Linked DNA regions of Mus musculus: region 2 is linked to region 1. The links are chromatin contacts, called in public Hi-C maps. All regions are on one chromosome and are shown on one strand. Each heading gives the region's core, a stretch centred on a gene start, on an enhancer-like site or on the middle of the called end of the contact. The rest is flanking DNA. Distances are from core to core; before and after follow the strand shown.

Evidence for each region. A called contact is a pair of places that touch in the nucleus more often than the background predicts.
Region 2: a contact with region 1 is called in a Hi-C map of the CH12 cell line, with 2.5 times the contacts expected there. The contact joins two enhancer-like sites. A contact is called at or near these places in 4 of 39 promoter capture datasets (3T3-L1-derived adipocytes, embryonic stem cells, liver and 1 more), 1 of 484 Hi-C or Micro-C datasets (the CH12 cell line) and 1 of 9 other capture datasets (embryonic stem cells).

Annotation. Positions count from the first base shown.
Region 1 is chr13:41,787,075-41,790,561 of GRCm38.p6, reverse strand. The region is part of intron 4 of Adtrp (androgen dependent TFPI regulating protein); the gene reads left to right. Among named protein-coding and RNA genes, the nearest start is that of Adtrp, 59 kb to the left of the region's middle. Within about 2 kb of position 1,786, at least 49 of the 459 cell types and tissues checked have an H3K27ac peak or open chromatin away from gene starts, as enhancers often do. A contact at or near this core is called in the CH12 cell line, where this site is marked.
Region 2 is chr13:41,895,613-41,899,369 of GRCm38.p6, reverse strand. All of the region lies in intron 3 of Gm10790 (predicted gene 10790), which reads right to left. Among named protein-coding and RNA genes, the nearest start is that of Gm22157, 4.2 kb to the left of the region's middle. Within about 2 kb of position 1,874, at least 23 of the 459 cell types and tissues checked have an H3K27ac peak or open chromatin away from gene starts, as enhancers often do. A contact at or near this core is called in the CH12 cell line, where this site is marked.

The sequences.
Region 1 (3,487 bases), core at 537-3,036:
TGCGTGTCCAATGGGCCTCTCTTTGCAGTGATGACCGACTAGGCCATCTTTTGATACATATGCAGCTAAAGACAAGAGCTCCCGGGTACTGGTTAGTTCATATTGTTGTTCCACCTATAGGGTTGCAGTTCCCTTTAGCTCCTTGGGTAATTTCTCTAGCTCCTCCATTAGGGGCCGTGTGACCCATCCAATAGCTGACTGTGATCATCTACTTCTGTGTTTGCTAGGCCCCGGCATAGTCTCACAAGAGAGAGCTATATCTGGGTCCTTTCAGCAAAATCTTGCTAGTGTATGCAATGGTGTCAGCATTTGGAAGCTGATTATGGGATGGATCCCTGCATATGGCAATCACTAGATGGTCCATCATTTCGTCACAGATCCAAATTGTGTCTCTGTAACTCCTTCTATGGGTGTTTTGTTCCCATTTCTAAGAAAGGGTAAAGTGTCCACACTTTGGTCTTTGTTCTTCTTGAATTTCATGCGTTTGGCAAGTTGTATCTTATATCTTGGGTATCCTAAGTTTCTGGGCTAATATCCACTTATCAGTGAGTACATATTGTGCGAGTTCCTTTGTGATTGGGTTACTTCACTCAGGATGATACCTTCCAGGTCCATCCATTTGCCTAGGAATTTCATAAATTCATTTTTTTAATAGCTGAGTAGTATTCCATTGTGTAAATGTACCACATTTTCTGTATCCATTCCTCTGTTGAGGGGCATCTGGGTTCTTTCCAGCTTCTGGCTATTATAAACAAGGCTGCTATGAACATAGTCTCACCTGCTCTTATATGGCTCTCTTTATTGCTGCAAAACAGTATTAATCCTGACCTCTGAATGGCCATCCCTAATCTGTCCATACTGTGCATTTCTCTGTGTATTTCCAGGCATAGTTTCTCAGTCTCCCTTCACAGTGCATACAACACATCATGTTAGTATTTGTGTTTTTCTTTTCTTTTTTAAAATATTATTATTATTTATACGAGTATACCATTGCTCTCTTCAAGCACACCAGAAGAGTTGTGAGTGCATCAGATCCCATTACAGATGGTTGTGAGCCACCATGTGGTTGTTCGGAATTGAACTCAGGACCTCTGGAAGAGCAGTCAGTGAGCCATCTCTCTAGCCATCTCTCTAGCCTGTGTTTTCTTGATTATAGAAAATTTTGTCCTTCGGTGAAGTCTTCAAGAGTAGAGTTTGCCTTTGGATCATAAATGCCTTATAGATCTCATTGTATCTAAGAAACAATGAAGATTGCATGAAAGGACCAAGGTGTCACTGCTTCGTTTCATTGCTTCTTTGGAATCTTGACTGACCCCAAGATTCTTTCTCTTTAGGGACACAGTAGTATATGATGAAGTCAGGTGGCACTGGAGGCAGAAGAGACGTTTACTGTGGAAGCAATTGATACTTTTGAAATTTGGTGTGGGTGTGTTTTCCTTTTCTACAGAAAGTTGTAATGAAATTCCACTGAATTCCCTAGTGCCTTGAAATAGCTATGCAAACTCTGTTTCTACTTGAGTGAGACATGGTATACTTGAGGATGGTTTAAGACAAGCACAACGCCATGGTTAGAGCATCTGTTTTATTGAAGGACGCATAGCATCCATCATGGCTTCCATTGTGGCTCAAAGGTAGACCTTTCAGTGGAGACTTTCACTGATCTCCGATTTCCTTGGTTATTTCCATTGCTGGGTGTGCATTAGACAGCAACATTCCTGTAGCCAAGGAGAGTTCAAAAGGTCATTGAAACTGGGGAGAAGTGTGGCTGAAGATGAAAGGCAGAAGAGAAACAGACACACAATCGTGGAAGCCACCAGATTAATGAGATGTGTTCAAAAGAAAGCGAAGAATACATGGTTGAAAATAGAAGCATCCTTTCTCTGTGAATGAACATGAGTGAAAGGCCCCTTGGGCAATGGCTAGTCAGAGCTTGACACTGAGAAGTGGACTCCATATATAAGCAAAGGTTCCTACAGAAGGGTGATGTGTGGGGTTATCTTGTACGGAAGAAGCGGACCCTTGTTCAAAGCTTCACCAGGAAGAACCACTTCTTTAATGGTCTTCACCAAACCCAGCATTTCTTCTGCTGACTGGTAATCATGGCTGTCTTATTTTAAGAACAGAATTTTAAGAAAAACCTCAAAGGAGTTCAGCCTTTCACTTCCCTTCCAAAGAACAGATGCTGCCAGCAAGAACTCAGACCTGAAAGCTAAAACGCATCAACATGCAGAGGACTGCAGGGGAGTTTTTGCTGTATTGTGTTTCCTGCATTGGGAAAGTGAAAGGTGCTGAATCATTCCAGAGGGGTATTCCAGACACCTCACCAATCATGTTTTGGGCATATTATCTCCAGACACAAATTCAGACTCCCAAAAGCCACATTTTACTGTTCTTTGTTGAGAAGATTTCTCATAACCTTTAGAGCCCTTTTGATTTTCTTTTCTCTAAGAAAACAAGAAGAAGGAAGTAGATCAACTTTCTGGGTAAGGGGAAGTTGGTATGGGTGTCCCAGGCATGCTTTCTCAGGAGTGTGGAGGGTCCTGAGAGTGACCTTGCTATCGATTTAACCTGCACATAGGTCACCAGATTTTATACTCACAAGTGAGATTTTAAGTCAATTTCAGGGTTTGGGGAACAGCTGGAAATGACAATATGGCAGTGTGCCATGTCTAAGAATACCATCAACAGGAGGTTGACACTAGTGGTCCTCTGGGTGAGGAATACAGGGGTCACTGTGGGGAGCGGGTGTGGCGGCAGTCCCAAAGGCGCCAGGGACTGTAGCTAAGTCGTATGACTTGCACCTGACTTCCTCATATAAGACACAAACATCTTGAGTGCTGCGCAGGTGTACCAGGATACAGGTGAATCCAATTTGGTGGAGATTTGCCCCTGCTGCCCTGATTAGCTGAAGCCTCGTGACTGGCGAGGGGGCATGGCCTGCGGTTCGTGGATGAGAGAGAGTATAAAAGGAGTGAGAGGCCCAGGGTTCGGGGGAGATATATAAACAAGGGGGAGATATAAAAACAAGGGAGATATAAAAACAGGGGAGATATAAAAACAAGGGAGATAAAAACAGGGGAGATATAAACAGGGGAGATATAAACAAGAAGAAATAGGACTGAATAAACGTGTGCAGAAGGATCCTGTAGCAGCGTCGTTCTTCCTGGCCAGTTGGGCGCGCGCAACAGGTCACTGTGAAAGAATGATCAACATGGGAATGCAGGGAGGAACTGAATCTTCTTGCCTCTAAACCCAGTCAGTTTGCTGCTGTGTCTTTGTGGCGTGTGCATGTGTGCATTTGAGTGTACATGTGCATATGTATACACATGTGTGGATCTTCAAGTGTAGATTCAAAACTGTGTCTTTTGAGATATTAGATGGATAGTGAGTGAGGACATTTCTCAGCCCAAATTCTTATCCATCTTTTCCACTGAGACCTCAACAGAAGGTGCATAGAGAGACATTAATCCTAAATTGTGTGTACTTA
Region 2 (3,757 bases), core at 625-3,124, 110 kb before region 1:
GGCCATGGTGCTGTGTGCCTATTATCCTAGCACTTGAGAGATAAAGGCAGGATAATCAGGAGTTCGGTTATCCTCAACTACATGTTGAGTTTGAGGACAAACTAGTCTACGTGAGACCCAGTCTCAAATGAACAAAACCAAACCAAACAAAACAAAACCAAACAAAACAAAACCAAAGAAGCAAAACTTTATAGATTTCTAGAGCAAGTCCTTCAGGTAACATTTCCACATGTGATTTGTGAGTGGTGTATTCTTTATGTTATTGTTTATCAGGGGATGTTTTTTATTTTACCCTTGTTCATCACAGATTACAGATTGGATATGTAATTCTAAGTCTAACTTCATCTTCCTTCTCAACTCTGTAGACATTGCCATCTTACCTTCAGATATCTTTTGTTGTTAAAAGAATATCTGACACCAATGTGCATTCCGTCCAAGGACACTTCAGTACTGTGAGTCCTTCTGTCTCCACAGTAAGTGTGAGGCTGTCCTTGGTCACTTTTTAGAGTTTTCTATTTATTCCCCAGAATTCTGACATTTAATCAGTTTGGGTTTTGGGGGCCCCATGGACATGCTTAACACTGACAAAAAATATTTTTTAAGATAAAGCCATTATTCTTAACTCACATTACCCCTGTGTCTAGTTAGGGTTCTAACTGTGAAGAGACACCATGATCGTGGCAACTCATATAAAGGAAAACATTTAATTGGGGCTGGCTTACCGTTTTGGAGATTTAGTCTATTATCATGGAAGGAGACAAAGCAAGATGCAGGCAGATGTGGTACAGGAGATGGAGCTGGGAGTCCTCCATCTTGATCCACAGGCAGCAGAAAGAGACTGCCCCCACTAGGCCTAGCTTGACCATATGAGACTCAGAGCTGGCCTCCACTGTGACAGACTTTCTCCAACAAGGTCACACCTACTCCATCAAGGCTATATCTCTAATAGTGCCACTCTCCATGAGGCAAACATTCACACACATGAGTCTAGTGGGGACATCTCTTTTCAAACCACCACATCCTATTACTATAATTGTGGTTAGCACTTCAAGTAGATTGAACAATATGTTGCATGCCCCCTGTCCAGCCTCTTTGTTGGCATAGGCTTTCAGTGATGAAGGCTTTGTACAGAATACCAACCACTTTGATTTTACATTGAAAGTTGGATGGTTACTGCCTTGAAATTTGGGTGCTTGTGACAGTTACTAAGAATAAGATAATACGTTTGTCTTAGCAAGTTTTGTGTATTATAGAAGAAAGACTAAAAAGATGTTGAATTGATTTCACCTCTATGGGTCTCTTCCTAAGCTCTACCCCAAGCAAAGGATGTCTTTTATGGTGACTAAAAGGTGAGAGGGGTCTAGAACCCTTGAAAACAAGACAAGCATAGGAGCATAAGCAGCAAAAGGATTTAGGGGTTCCTCAACCCTTGATTAAATCCTCTCTGTTGGTGTATGGGAAAGATGGGATTGAAAATCATGGATGTGGCTTTCAAAAAACAACTTAGATTCATTTGTAGACAGAACAGGACCCTGTGTCCTCAGCATGTGACATGTGACTAGCCATCCAGAACCACAAATCATAACGTCGTTGAGCCAGGGAGTTCCCCCAAGGTCATGCTGCCTATCAGTGGCAGAGTAAATACTCAGTAAGGGTTTTTTCCCCCTGAATATCAGCAGAAGGCAGAGTTCCTTGTATCATCTCCATAGACAGTTGGGATGGTTGCCATGACTAACAAGAAAAACACCAGTCTCCTCTAACGTGTTGAGCTATGGAAATCTTAACTGCTATGAACCGAGTCTCACTCCCAGCGAGGAAGTCTTCTCTCTGACTAGACATGTAGAGAAATGGAATATGTGTCCACTCGTGGCAACACGTGACATCTGGGACAATTTCTTAGGACAATGGCACTTGTTCTGTTCTATCATGAGCTAATTCTCCATTGGATGGAACAAAGTTCCATTGTGATGTGCAAGAAAAATATCTACAGCAGGGTCAGCCATAGTACGATTGACACTTAGCCTGCATAGTTCTTTGGTTTTTTTGTTTGTTTGTTTGTTTGTTGGTTTGTTGGTTTGTTTGTTGTTTTGGTTTTTTTTTTTTTTTTGGTTTGTTTTGCTGCTGTGGGTCTGTCCTGGACGCTGTAGACACTTTAAAGAGCCCCTAGCTTCTGCCCACGAGATACTAGTTGTGACCACATGTATCTTCAGACTTTTCCAAATGGCCTCTAGGGAACGAAAACTTCCCGTCTTGGGATCCACTGATCTACACAGATTGGCTATAAAAAGTTCCCTTTCTCTGGTAATTAAGTCTGAAATATAGATAACAGGTTCTTAAAAAACGAATTCTTCTTTTCACACTGGAGTCTTTGAAGATGACATGTTAAAACAAAAACATTCCAAGCTTTGGAGAGGCAAAGAATCTTTATATAAATACAGTGAACCCTTGAGACCATCAAAGAGCAGTACAGAAAATAAGATTCTGTGTGTGGCATGGGAAAGATGTTCTGAGCCTACCATTTAGCTTGGGCCTGCTTTGCTAATGGTCACAGCACGACAATTAATCTCTGTGTGCTTGTCTTTAAGCTACACAATGTCTAAACATGATTGAAAAAATATATTCTTCTTTTGAAAATAGAACAACTATTTGCAAAGATGGCTCAGTCGGCAGGAGGCTCTGCTGTCACTCCCTGGATTCTATTTTTGCTGAGAGGAGCCAGTGCCTTTAAAAGAGACACCGAGTCTAATGTTCAGTTAAACAGCTCTTGCTTCTACATGGTATGAAGATAAATTTGCTTAATTGGTCAAACTCTTGCCTTGAAACATAATCTTAAGGTGAATGTTAGGAAGGTACCTGGAAGGTGGAAATATAGCAGTTTCTAGAAAAGCTTTTGAATTGTTGACTATTGCCTAATACTGGTATTTCTGACTGCTGGTACTAGGTTCACAATGGAATGCTGCCTCAGTTGCCTATAAAAGGAACTTCCCGTCACCTTGATACTGACCCCACCTATCTTCCCTGTGTATGGGGTGAAGGTGAAGATTGTGGGTGAGGGGTAGAGGGGCAACAGAATGTCAGATTTGTCTAGTGAAAAACAGAAAATCTTCAACAAAGATGGGTTATTTCCAAGTTCAAAGTGTATTCTATGCTAAGAATTTTAAGAACATTAGACCTTTAGAAACATATAAATAATTATGTTATTATGTTAACATAGTCATTTCATGATATCTAGAAAGGAGCTGGTTCCAGGTCCGTAGAACATTCCCCAAACTACAGATGCTCAGACGTATACCCCTCCCATAAAATCGCATAATATTTTCATGTTACCTGTGCATAACCCCTAAATCAAGTCAAATTCCTTTTAGGTGACTCAAGGCACCAAATGCAAGCCCATGTAAACAGTTGTTATGCAGATTTGCCTGGGGAAATGACTAAATAAAATTGATACAATTTTTTCAAATGCTGTCTATGGTTGGTTGAATTTATGAATTCAGAATATATGGATGCAGAGAGCTGACCATATGTATGCTAAATACATATATATACATGTTTTGTATACACACACACACACGTCTATGTGTGTCTTGATTTCTGTCTCATTCTCTCCATAAGTCAGAGACTTGTTATGTAGTTTATGCCTGTCTGAAACTTACTATGTCTCTCTCCCAGGCTGTCCTCAAATGCCATGTGATTCCCTTGCCTTCACCTCCCTACCACAGAGATTACAGATGTACACTATAAAGCCTTCTTGTATTTG